Linked DNA regions of Mus musculus: region 1 is linked to region 2. The links are chromatin contacts, called in public Hi-C maps. All regions are on one chromosome and are shown on one strand. The core of a region is the stretch at or near the end of the contact, and the rest is flanking DNA. Distances in the headings are between cores, read along the strand shown. Region 1 overlaps Gm33116 (a long non-coding RNA gene). Region 2 has its middle 110 kb from the start of Gm40948.

Region 1 (6,104 bases), core at 2,609-5,108, 270 kb before region 2:
CCAAGGGGCCTCTCTTCCCAGTGATGGCCGACTAGGCCATCTTCTGCTACATATGCAGCTAGAGATATGAGCTCTGGGGGTACTGGTTAGTTCATATTGTTGTTCCACCTATAGGGTTGCAGACCCCTTCAGCTCCTTGGGTGCTTTCTCTAGCTTCTCCATTGGGGGTCCTGTGTTTCATCTTATAGATGACTGTGAGCATCCACTTCTGTATTTGCCAGGCACTGGCATAGCCTCATGCGTGACAGCTATACCAGGGTCCTTTCAGCAAAATCTTGCTGGCATATGCAATAGTGTCTGGGTTTGGTGGCTGATTATGGGATGGATCCCCGGATGGGGTAGTCTCTGGATAGTCCATCCTTCCATCTCAGCTCCAAACTTTGTCTCTGTAACTCCTTTTATGGGTATTTTGTTCCCTATTCTAAGGAGGAATGAAGTATCCACCCATTGGTCTTCCCTCTTCTTGATGTTCTTGTGTTTTGCAAATTGTATCTTGGGTGTTCTATGTTTCTGGGCTAATATCCACTTATCAGTGAGTTCATATCTAATGACTTCTTTTGTGATTGGGTTACCTCACTAAGGATGATATCCTCCAGATACATCCATTTGTCCAAGAATTTCATAAATCCATTGTTTTTAATAGCTGAGTAGTATGCCATTGTGTAAATGTACCACAACATTTTCTGTATCCATTCTTCTGTTGAGGGACATCTGGGTTCTTTCCAGCTTCTGGCTATTATAAATAAGGCTGCTATGAACATAGTGGAGCATGTGTTCTTATTACCATTTGGAACTTCTTCTGGGTATATGCCCAGGAGAGGTATTGCTGGATCTTCTGGTAGTATTATGTCCCTAGGCATGCATACAGTGACATCAGACAGGCAGCTGGAAGCAGCTATGGGGATATAAAACAAGGGCAATAAGATTTTTTTTATTGAGACATATAGTGGGTTAACCTCATGCTGCTGTATTCTAATGCTAATTTCGATCCCCTCCAAAACTGCCCCCAAAGCTGACAGAGTCCACAAAAAAAGACACTGAGTGACCCTGCCCCCAGTTAATTCTGATTGGTAAATAAAGATGCCAGCAGCCAAGGGCTGGGGAGAAGAGACATAGGTAGGGTTTAGGTTTCCCAGGGTGGGGACCCCAAGGGAAAGAAGGGAGGGGAAGAAAGGAGCCACCACGGAATAGGAAGAGTACAGGAGGGTGAAGGAGAGCTGCAATTGAATAGTTGAGCCATTAAAAAACTTGGCCATGCAGGGTAGCCAATTGGAGTTAAGAGCAGCCCAGATGGAACATAGAAATTAGTAAGCAGTAACACAGAGTTATCAGTAGAGAAGGGGATTCTAACAGCATGGAGGGCAGGCAGTTGCCCAGCTATTGTGCTGCCTAAGGCATATTTAAAAATATAAAGGCTGGGTGTGTGTTTTTCATCCAGGAACTTGAATGTTCTAAAGTAGGAAGAAACCCTGTGTGGGGATTTATGAAATATTTTTTACAACAGAGACACATGAATCTCAAGCCAGCAGGATGGCTAAAGTTGTGTATTTGGGATAGTTGGACAGCCCACATATATTAGAAGGGCATAGTCAAAGAAATGACATCAGAACAGCCCCTCAGATGGGTGAGGAAGAGGTTGACACACATGCTGTCTCCTGTATGGACACTCAGGACCTTTCTGAGGACATTGGGCCCCCTGTCCCCCTCACAGGAGCACCTTGATTCCCCTGCCTGTCCACAAACTGTGCTGACAGCCTCTTTAGCTGTCTCCTGTCACCTGTGCTTCTTCAGTTATGTCCTAGTACAGCCTTTAGCTCTGCAGCTTGATGAAGATTCTTCTCCCACAGGTGGCCAGGAGTCTAAGTATTCCCAAAGGCATAGCCCATGCACCCAATTGCAGGCATAGCCCACGCACCCACCTGCAGCCATAGCCCATGCACCCACCTGCAGGCATAGCCCATGAACCCACCTGCAGGCATAGCCCATGAACCCACCTGCAGGCTTAGCCCATGTACACACTTGCAATCCTATCTGCTCAACGTACTCTTGGTGATTGTATACACTAGCTTACCTCTATGGATCTGTTCTTCATGTATCCTGTGATTTCCTTTATTCTTTTGTTTCCTACCCCAATCTATTGACTCATACAGCCTTCTCATTTCTTCACTTTGAAGCCTCATTAATGGAATCCAGCCTATGGTGGTTGAATAAGAATGACTGCCCCCACCCCATAGACTCATATGTTTGAATGCTTAGTCATCACTGAGTAGAACTACTTGAGAGAGATTAGGAGGTGTGGCCTTGTTGGAGTAGGTGTGGCCTCGTGGAGGAAGTGTGTTACTGGGAGGTGGACTTTGAGGTTTCAAAAGCTGAAGCCAGGCCCAGTGGCTGGCTTGCTCTCTCTCTCTCTCTCTCTCTCTCTCTCTCTCTCTCTCTCTCTCTCTCTCTTCCTGATGTCTGTAGATCTGGATGTAGAACTCTCAGCTACTTCTCAAACACCATGTCTGCCTGTGTGCCACCATTCTTCCCATCATGTTGAAAATGGATTAAATCTCTGAAACTGTAAGCCAGCTCCAATTAAATGCTTTCTTTTATAAGAGTTGCTATAATCATGGTGCTTTTTTACAGCAATAGAACACTAAGACAGAAGTTGATATCAGTTGTCAGTTATTGCTATGACAAGCCTGACCATGCTGCTGGTGGCAAAGTGTGGAGTTTGGGACTTTGGGTTAGGAAAGCAGTTGAATGCTTTAAGTGGGGCTTAATAAGCTGTACTAGTCAGAATGTGGAAGACAGGGGTGCTGAGAGAAATCTAGATTGTTATGGCCCAGTTAAAGAGGTTCTAAAGGAGAAAAATACTAGTAAGTGATTTAGAGGCTGTTCTTGTAATATTTTGGTAATGAACATAGCTACTTTCTGCCCTTCTCCAAAAAATCTGCCTGAAGCCAAATTAAAGAGTTTTGGATTAATGTCATTGGCAGAGGAGATTTCAAGACAGCCTCGTATTGACTCTGTCATGTGGTTAATAACGGCCAGTCTTATGCAGATATAATAAAGGAGCTAGCTGAGCAAGAAAAAAAAAATAAAAATATGTAGAGTTTGAGGAGAAAGGGAGCACTAGGTCGAGTAATGGGTCAAGTAAGCTCAAGGAGATAAGAAGTTTCAAGGAAAGCCTGGTGCTAAAAGGATTCAAGGGAGTAGTGACCTCTGGGCAAGCAGAACAACTTGACAGCTTTGGACATGTGGTTCTAGCTGTAGAGTAAAGGACATAAGAAAGGTGTTTCCATGGCTATAGACAGCTACTGAGGCCAGGCATGTGTCAGGGCTATCCATGCATGGAGAGCCAGAAAGGCCATTCTGTGAAGTTGTGAAGGTGAAGTCTGGATTTGGTTAGAGACACCAAGATGCTGCAGATGCCAGAGCCATGAGATATCTGTTGAGGAGAGCCGTTAACAGGAAATAGAACTGTTCCCAAGAGAGAAACATGTGTTGTAGTCAACAAAGCTGAAAGGAGTTGGAGATCTGAAGAGTGAGTTGACATCAGACAAGAAAAGGCTGAATTTGCAGTTTTACCAGCAGGCTCTCAGTTTTGTTTCTGTCATTATCTTATTATGCTTCCTGTCCTCCCTTTTGGAATGATAATACATCCTGTGTCATTGTATGTCAGAAGAGACTTTCATCTTTGAACTTTTAAACAGGGTTAAGGCTGTTATAGATTAAAGGGACTTTTGAAGTTGGGCTGAATGTATTTTTTTTTTTTTTTTTGCATTATGATATGACTACGAGCCTATGGGGGAAGGGAGTGGAATGTGGTGGTTTGAATAAGGATGTCCCCCAGAGTGTTTGAATGCTTAGTCATTAGGGTGTGGAACTACTCAGGAGGGATTAGGAGATAGAGCCTTTGTTGGAGTAGGTACAGCATTGTTGTCCTGGAGATTGGTTTAGAGGTTTTAAAAGCCCAAGCCAGATCCAGTCTCTGTTTCTGTCTCTCTGTCTTTCTCTCTGCCTTTCTCTCTGTCTCTGTCTCTGTCTCTGTCTCTGTCTCTCTCTCTCTCTCTCTCTCTCTCTCTCTCTCTCTCTCTCTCTCTCTCTTGCCAATCTCCTCCTCTGCCTGAGGAGAGCCTGGTTTAGAATTCTCAGGTCTTCCTCAGCATCAGCCTGCCTACTGCCATGTTTCCTACTATAGTGAAAATAGAATGAATCTCTGAAATTGTAAGCAAGCTCCAGTTAATTATTTCTTCTCTAAAAGTCACCATGGCTATGACATCTCATCACAGCAATAGAACACTTACAAGACACAGCTAAACCCCGTTCTCTCCTATGATTTTATATCTGGGCATCCAACCAGACCTTTTCTGCTGAATTAATCCTGAGTGCCACCAACTCTCAATACCCTGGGTGTGCCTGAGTGGTCATCACCTGAGATGCTGGCTTCTTTTACTTCCAGACTTGAGCCATTTTACTTTTAGATATGGCTCTCAGAAGACTTCCCCACTTCCACAAGTCGAAGTTCACCCTCTCCAAACACTGTACCCCATGAAGTAAGTAGCCTTCATGGCTTTGCTGGCAAACTGTCTGGTCATCAACACCTCTGAGATTTTATATCACACCTGTTCACATGTGGCTCTCTTCTCCACATCCCAGATTATATCACTCTTGGAGTATTGTCTAAATTCCATATCTTCTGAAACCCTTCATGTCTCTAGAATATGTAGCTTGAGGAATGAAGATATACATACTCAGTGGCCCAGAGTGCCCAATGAAGGTCCATAGCTAACCAATCAAAATAGAGAGCGGTCAGCAATATCTCAGACCCCCTGCCAGCGGAGGGGGTGCTTCTGATGTGGATCTCTGGAACAAGGGAAAGAGAGACAGACAAACAGACAGACAGACACACACACACACACACAGAGAGAGAGAGAGAGAGAGAGAGAGAGAGAGAGAGAGAGAGAGAGAGAGACCGGGCCTGCCATAGGCATTTGGAAGCCTAGATTGGGATGTTACATAATCACAGATAAAGAGGGACAGATTTCCAACATGAATAAATAGCAACAATGACAAACATGTCTATTTTGATTTCCTGGGAAATATTGTCCTTTTTTGAAGTTTATTGTGTACTCACAGATGCACGCCCAAAGACATCTTTTTCAAGAGAATTTTTAGAGTACACTAAACAATGTCAAATTGAATACATTCTATTTTTGAATTCCTGCACCTAGCTGCAGTGGGAAAAAGCTTTCACATCTATCAGCAGGAATGTTCCAGATTCAACAAGCAATTCGGTGACTTTTTATGTGCATTGCTTTTTTTAGACCCCAGCTTACTATTTATGTGGTCAATGGAAACAGTGGTCAGCACTGAAGAGAAAACACCACATGGCAAACAGTGAAGAATTATGCCCGAGGAAGACTAGGCAAGCTTGTTGTCCTTCCCCCACTATAGAAGGGCATGGGCTCAATTTGTCTTTTTTTTCCCCCCCGAGACAGGATTTCTCTGTATAGCCCTGGCTGTTCTGGAACTCACTTTGTAGACCAGGCTGGCCTCAAACTCAGAAATCCACCTGCCTCTGCCTCCTGAGTGCTGGGATTAAAGGTGTGTGCCACCACGCCCGGCCCAAGTTGTCTCTTAATGTATAGGAACAAGTCACATAGGACATTGAAAATCCTCTTGCTTTACTCTGTTCTGTAGCTTAGACATGTATCAAAATTACACTATCAAATCCAAAACCTTGGTACTAAGAATCCAAGTGTCCAGTGTGCTTCTCTTTGCTGATATGAAAAAAACAAAACAAACAAACAAACAAACAAAAAAACAACCTGACTAAATTCACCTTGGGGAGGAAAGGATTTATTTCATCTTACATTTCCACATCATAGCCCCTTGTCCCAAGGGCATGAATCTAAAGGCAGAAACCAAGAAGAAATGCTGCATAATAGCTTGCTAAGTTTGCTTTCTTATATGACTCAATACTACATTAATCATCAGCCAAGAAAATGCCCTTACAGACTTGTCCACAAGCCAATCTGATGGAGGAAATTTCTCAATTGAACTTTCCTTTTCTCAGGAAACTCTAGTTTATGTCAAGTTGACAAAAACTAACCAGC
Region 2 (6,825 bases), core at 1,917-4,416:
GTGGATGAACTTAAATGGTCATGAGTATGACTCTTGCTTCAGGGACCTCCTGCTATGAAATCTCTGCTTAATCCTGACTCCTGGGCTTCCCTTTCTGTGGACCCATATTTTAACTGGTTTTCTCGTTGCCATGATCAAATGTCTGTAAACGTCAACTTAGCAGAAAAATGATGCTGTTTGGCTCATGGTTTAAAGGGATGCAGTCCCTTGTAGTGGGGAAGTCTCGGTGACAGGCAGCATCATGGCACAGGGGCCTGAGGAAGCTACTTGTTCTCGCCTACAGAGATAAGCAGTTCTCAACCGGTGGGTTGCAAACCCTCTGCGGGTCACATATCAGATATCCTGCATAGCAGATATTTATATTACGATTCATAACAGTAGCAAAATTACAGTTATAAAGTAGCAATGAAAGTAATTTTATGGTCACCGCACCATGAGGAACTGTGTTAGAGCGTCACAGCAGTAGGAAGGTTGAGAACCACTGATAAAAGAGAAACCAGACAGGAAGTAGACCAGGCTATTCTAGGCCTCAAGACTCACCTTTAGTAACCAGCTCCCTCCAGCAAGGCCCTTCTTCTTAAAGATTCCACAACCCCTCACTCCCACCCCCCACCCAGCAACACCACCATCTGAGGACCAATTGTTCAGACACATGAACCTGTGGTGGGAAGTTTCACGTTCAGATTTTTAGCCAAACCAACATGCAGTCTGTGAAGGCCTCCTGTGAGCCTGTGTCTCCGACGCATACCCCACTCAGAACATCCATGGCCCACTCTGGGAAAATATCAAATCCATTTCAGAGATTGGTAAGCCCTGGTGCTTCAGACCACTGGGACCTCAGAGGAACAGGTGAGGGGAAAGGTTGATGTTACGTCAGCTTATCTGAGCTGATAGGTGCCCTGATGTCCGAGAATGCATCGCTTCTGGGTACATGTGGAAAGACATTGCTGGAAAGATGAGTGCTGGAGAAATGAGTACTGGAATCAGTAGAACACCTCAAGACTGCAGGTGCTGACCACCTTCATGGAGGACAAGGGCTGAGGGAGAGGTGCTGTATTTGACCTGAGCTCCCAATTCTGTCTTTAGACTTCGGTGTCCTGGTTCTCAGACCTTCTTGCGGTCCTTACAGAGAACCAGAGTCTGGTTTCCAGCGCCCCCGTCAGGTGGCTCACTACTACTTGTGATTCCAGCTACAAGAAATCTGGCGCCCTCCTCTGGCCTCCGTGGTACCTACACTCATGTTCATAACCACAGTATCAGTTCATAACCACAGTTCAGTATCAGGCCTTCAGTAAGATATGGTATCCATCATCACTACACTGGACATTGACTCTCCAAGTCTCTACTTCCCATAATCCCCTACCCCCCTCCTCTGGTTATCTGTTTGCCTGTCTATACATGTGCATGTTCTCTCTCTCTCTCTCTCTCTCTCTCTCTCTCTCACACACACACACACACACACACACACACACACCAGATGGACAAGACCCACAGTGATGTGTGGGTACTATAGATGAGAATCAGAGTCCCAGAGCACCCACTGAGGGAAGGGGGATTCCAGTGCACCTATTGATATATTAGCTTCCTGTGTCTGTGACTGCAGACAATAAATTGGACCAAGGACACAGAGATGACGTGGTGCTTAAGAGTGACTAGGAGACAGCTCAGCAGTTCAGAGCACTTGCGGTCCTTACAGAGAACCAGAGTCTGGTTTCCAGCGCCCCTGTCAGGTGGCTCACTACTACTTGTGATTCCAGCTACAAGAAATCTGGCGCCCTCCTCTGGCCTCCGTGGTACCTATACTCATGTTCATAACCACAGACACACACCATTTTAAACATAAAATAAGAAGTAGAAAGATAACTTGCTACGAAAGGGAAAGCACCCCTGAGACTAGGGTACAAGTGAGCCAGTGAGCCAAAGGTAAAGCTTGGGCCACAGGGCACCAGACCTTTCTAGGACATTACACAGCTTCTTGCCCATGCTTCGTTTGTGGGTGAAGTATGGGTGAGAAAGGACTTCCATTCTTTTTCTGCAAACTAAGTGTGCTCCATTTGTTGTCTGATGCCAGGTGGGAAAGAGCTTCCTTTGTATGCTAATCTTGATACAGATTTGTTCTACCACCAGGGTTGTGCAGGGCCCTGGCAGCAGCTGCTCCAGCGTGAAGCCTCCCTTCTCCTTCTGGGGCCAGCTACAAGGAAGACTGTTGTGAAAGTGACCTAGAAAAGCCACTTTGACCCAGGTAGGAAAGGCAGGGAGGAGAGGGAAGCTGCTGCAGGCTCTGAGCAAATTGTCAGTCCGCCCTCTGTCCCCTCTAGCAGCAGGAACAAGTCCTGCTGTCACCTTCTCTGTGTCAGCTTTCTGCTAAGGCCTAAGGCAGCCCGTGGCTCCAATATTTAACCCTGCCAGCTGGAGCTCCCCAGTCTTCCTTTCTTCCTTGGCATCTCACTGCTGAAGGCCTGCCCATTCCCAAGACCGACCCTCCCCAGAGTCACTGTCCCCAGACCCCCTTCTCCAATAACCATCAGCGAAACAATAAAAATCCTATTCATGTTGGAGGTGAAGTCAGATTACATCTCAGCCTGCTTGCCTCTAAAACCTGTTTTAATCTAAAGGATCCTTAAGGAGGCTGGCAGCTGGCCAGCAGAGTGACCATGGATGGGGACAGCAAGTAGTCCTCAGGATACTTTAAGGCCTCGCCTTGCACACCAGCCCCACAGCACTGGGTGCCTTTCAATTGGTTCTGAGAGTTCTCGAAGGCCAAAGGCCTGCAGGGCAGGCATGAGGGTCTGTGTCCACAGGAAGGGGGGGGGGGGCAAGCTTCTGCACAGCTGGAGTGTGCTGATAAGAGTCTTACCAGGGCAGGGCGGGTCCCCTGGGTGCATGCATGCTCTCCCTCTGCCTCCTGGCTTCTTCATACTTTGTCCCCTGCCACCACCATAAAGTACAGTGTGACCTGTCACATTCCAGAGCTGTGGCCTGGAGCCACCCAGCCCTTCGTATTGGCAAAGGAAGGGCTGGGCCACACAGCTGCTAAAAATGGCTGCTTCAGCCTTCCTACCCCAAAGAGTACATGCTGACATTCCTGCCATAGTTGAGGAAGGTCCAGCCCTGCTCCAGTTTGTGGCAGCTGCTCCCCAGGGCTCCCCTAGTCTGCAGTAGCTCCGCCCAGGCCTCCCTGCATTCCTCAAACTCCAGTCAGAAGCCTCTGTTTGCAGGAGCTGGGAGCCCACCAGGCAGAGGACGCTCAATGCTCCCTGGTCCCATGAGAGTCGGGGACAGGCATGTCACAGGCATGCCTCCTCCCAAAGAGAGGTAGTAAACCACCAAATGCCAGCCTCACTGCTGAGGTAGAGAAACTGGATCTGAGAATGCCTGTGCCATGCTACCCTTACCCAAAGTCCAGCAGAGTCTGACTCCAGGATTACCATCTCCTGGTTTATGAGTGAGTTATCTTCTGACATCTCACTGCTTTGGAAGGTGAAGAGGCACAGGTTTTTCTTCCTGGGGTGAGCCCGAGAATCAGCACACGCCTCTCCAGACATACCGGTGTGTGGCTTGCTTCCTCCAAGGTCTCTGGGGAGCAGGGAACTCAGCTGGGTCTCCAACCCACGCCCTGGCCCAGCCTTGTGGTAGAACTGGAGTCAGGCGCCATTGAAGCGGAGTTGGCGGCCTTCCCTGGTTGGGAAGAGGGCTTCATTGGGTGAGTCCCACAGACCAGGGTGCCCCTGGGGCTTGTAGACCAGAGCAGAGTTAGGAGCCCCGCCAAGCCTCCTCTCCAACGACACCAAAATTATCCTGTCGCTCCTAGGGCTGTGGTAAACTTTACAAAACTCTTTGAAGTTCAAACTGTGCCTGCCCACAAAAGGGGCTCAGCAGCCAAACTGTCTTACAGGGCAATTAAGATGTTGTCTGCAGGTATCAGGCTGTCTGCAGGGTTTGCTGGCACTCAAGACGGGTCTGCAAGAAGGTCAGGCACAGCCAGGGCAGTGGCCACAGGCCTGGCATAGGGGCCGCAGCTGAAGAAAATGACCCTGGAGGATGCCAGAGCCATTGCTGGGACACACACAGTCTCCTTCCCACCTGCACCTTGGTCTCAGGCCACACACCTGAGCTCCAGTGCTTTGATGGCCTGCCTGCCTTTGTGGGCGGTGTGAGCCTCAGCTCCAGGCAAAGCTGTAAGAGCTGATTCTGTTTGCTTTTTATCAGAGAGCTGAGGAAGGAGTTGAAAGCTGGGGCTCAGGTCTTTCAAATAAAACCTGCGAGACTGGGGAGGGAAGAAGACCACCACAAGTCCTGAAAGAGAGCCAACATGTGTCTGCAGCCTCCAGGGTTCTTGGCTGGGCTGGGCTGGCAGCTAGCTTCATAGTGCACTGGGAACCCTGTTTGGGGGATTGGGCTGTGGCTTCATTGAGATCCAGTCAGGAGCCTAAGTATGAAAACCAAAGTGCGGCCTCTCCTGTTCTGCATCAAAGCTCGGGCTGGCTGCACACTACCTGAGCCTTCTCCACTGAGAGCCCTGTCTGCCTGGGAACTGGCTGCATGAGTGGTGCCCTGGGCTAGGCAGGTTAGGTAGCAATGCTACCAGACGGATGCAAAGGGGGACCCAGAGGAAACTCAAGCAGCTGCAGTGTAGACCAACACACAGACTGACTCACCTCCAAACGGGCACACCTGTAGTTGCAGAAAGAACAGAATAACCCACCAATCCTCAGGAGGAGCACCTGCCCCCCCCCAGCCCCCCACCCCCCCACCCCCACCCCGCACCTGGGAAACTCCCTCCTGGACCAGCACCTACTCAGGGCTGCTTGCCAAAGCTGCATTTGTGTGTTTGGTCAGAAGGAGGCCCTCCGGTGGCACTGCTAGGCCAGGTTCCCGAAGCTCATGACCACATGGAACCATGAAGACCTGGGCGACCCGTGCTCACACCTGACCAAGAACACTGTGTCCCATTCAAAACAACTTAGTCCAGGCACCTGCTAGGTGTGGGCCACACAAGAGAGTACTGCACCCTGCCCTTAGCATCTCCCACACACTGAGCTGAGGGCCACCTTGGCCAGCAGCCTCGCTGATTCTTTATACCGAGGTAAGGTATACATGATATATACTATGTTATGGTTTGTGTATGTGTATATACTATTTTATATACTATGTTATGGTTTGTGTATGTGCATGTTCATGTGGGTGTGCATATGTGGCACGGGTGGGTGCAGACCATTACTCCTCAATATTTTTGGAGATACTATCTCCCACTGAACCAACACAGAGTTCGCCAATTCAGCAAATGAGCTCACCAGGCATCCCCCTGTCCCTGTCTCCCCAGTGCTCTGAGTGTAGATGTTTACCACTGTGCCCTCTGTTTTATGTGCATGCTAGCATCTGAACTCAGATTTTTATGCTCCTGAAGCAAGCAGCTTACCAACTGAGCTATGTCTGCACCCCGCCCCCACCTCCTAGCCATTTCTAAATACATAGACCAATGGCTGTAAGCATATCCGAAGCCGCTGACGTCATCCACCCCTAGAACTGTTTCCCAAACTGAAGCCAAGGCCTTATTAAACACCGGCTCCCCTCCCCCACACGCCCTGTAAATCACTCTCCTTTCTGTCTATGAATTTACCTACTTTTAAAACTTCGTGGAACGGAGCCAGATGGAATTAATTCTCTTCTGGTCTTTTCTTGGGAGAAAGGTCCTTTTTTAAGACGATCCGGTCAAATCGGTGCAGTTATTTTACTTGATTTTCTGTATTTTTCTCCATTTACATATGGTAAAGGCAATAACTCCAGCTCTTTGAGTTGTAAAGTCTATTGTAAAATAGGATGAAGTCCCACTACAGTTAGTTCTTAGAAAGATTTTATGCCCAGTCCCCCCGCCCCACAACAACTCCCCAGAGCTACACCTTCACATCCACACCCTCAATGCAACTATTCCATCCGCCGAGTCACTCTTCTGAGAATGGCTGCTGCTGACCTACCGCGGCTCAGGGCTAAGATTTTCCTACTTTATGACCACGATGGAATTCGGTGGAAACTGCACTTGGTATTTGGAATTTGGATCTTTTCTCTCACTAGCCACGTGCTGTGTGATTTGGGGGGTTGATATGCCAGGCTGTGGTGTCAATGGTATCTTCCAAAGATACCATAGCTGCCCCAAGAACAGGTAAGGTTCCCCCACAGCATCCCACATTCACCAAGTTATGTGAGATATTTGGCACTCCGTTGTAAGCAGGCTTTGTTTGCCGCAGCTTGGCTGGACAGGGCGGGGGGGGGGGGGGTGGGGGGGGGGCTGACAGAAGTGTTCTCAGCATGTGGAGGGAATGAGGTAAAAGCTCCAGTTTCTGGCAAGTGACTAATTCTCTGCACATTCTCCATTCCTGATGCATTCAGTGGTGTGAGGACAGCTAGCTGCACTTGGAGCCATGTAGTCTTTGAGACTGGCTGCTCCTCCAGGTCACTTGTATGTCAGTAGCTAGTTCTTCCTATCCTTGCTTGGTAACAGCCCTTGTTCTTGCACGGAGTCTGCCCTGTTCTCTCTGTCCATCCGGGCCCCACCTGCGTTCTCAAGGGCCTTTCCTGTAGGCTGTGTGCCAAAGCTCCCTTTCCTTTTGTGGATGATTCTAAGTGTATGTTTCTAAAGCATCCAGGATTCACTCACTCCCATACAGTGGACCCTGGGGTGGAGGACAGGATGCTTGTAAGGGAAAAGTGACTCCTCACAGGTCCTCGGTGGCAGGAGGCCATGCCATGAAGAACCCCACTGGAGGCCCCAGGGAAAGGTCAGGAGGTAGGAGTGAGGCAAACAGCATGGAGATTCTTGATTGTGGC

What was found. Hi-C and Micro-C count contacts between places; a contact is called where the count stands out from the background.
Region 1: a Hi-C map of myocytes shows a contact between it and region 2, with 3 times the contacts expected there. The contact joins two enhancer-like sites. A contact is called at or near these places in 4 of 484 Hi-C or Micro-C datasets (the C2C12 cell line, embryonic fibroblasts, muscle stem cells and 1 more) and 5 of 115 datasets of contacts at active chromatin or transcription factors (embryonic fibroblasts, fibro-adipogenic progenitors, large pre-B cells and 2 more).

Annotation. Positions count from the first base shown.
Region 1 is chr13:52,239,710-52,245,813 of GRCm38.p6, reverse strand. It overlaps Gm33116 (a long non-coding RNA gene), which reads right to left. Exons shown (of 4, transcript XR_382372.2): 4 at 780-895. Among named protein-coding and RNA genes, the nearest start is that of Gm33116, 8.9 kb to the right of the region's middle. Within about 2 kb of position 3,858, at least 27 of the 459 cell types and tissues checked have an H3K27ac peak or open chromatin away from gene starts, as enhancers often do. A contact at or near this core is called in the C2C12 cell line, embryonic fibroblasts, muscle stem cells and 3 more, where this site is marked.
Region 2 is chr13:51,972,347-51,979,171 of GRCm38.p6, reverse strand. No RefSeq gene overlaps it. Among named protein-coding and RNA genes, the nearest start is that of Gm40948, 110 kb to the left of the region's middle. Within about 2 kb of position 3,166, at least 181 of the 459 cell types and tissues checked have an H3K27ac peak or open chromatin away from gene starts, as enhancers often do. A contact at or near this core is called in the C2C12 cell line, embryonic fibroblasts, muscle stem cells and 3 more, where this site is marked.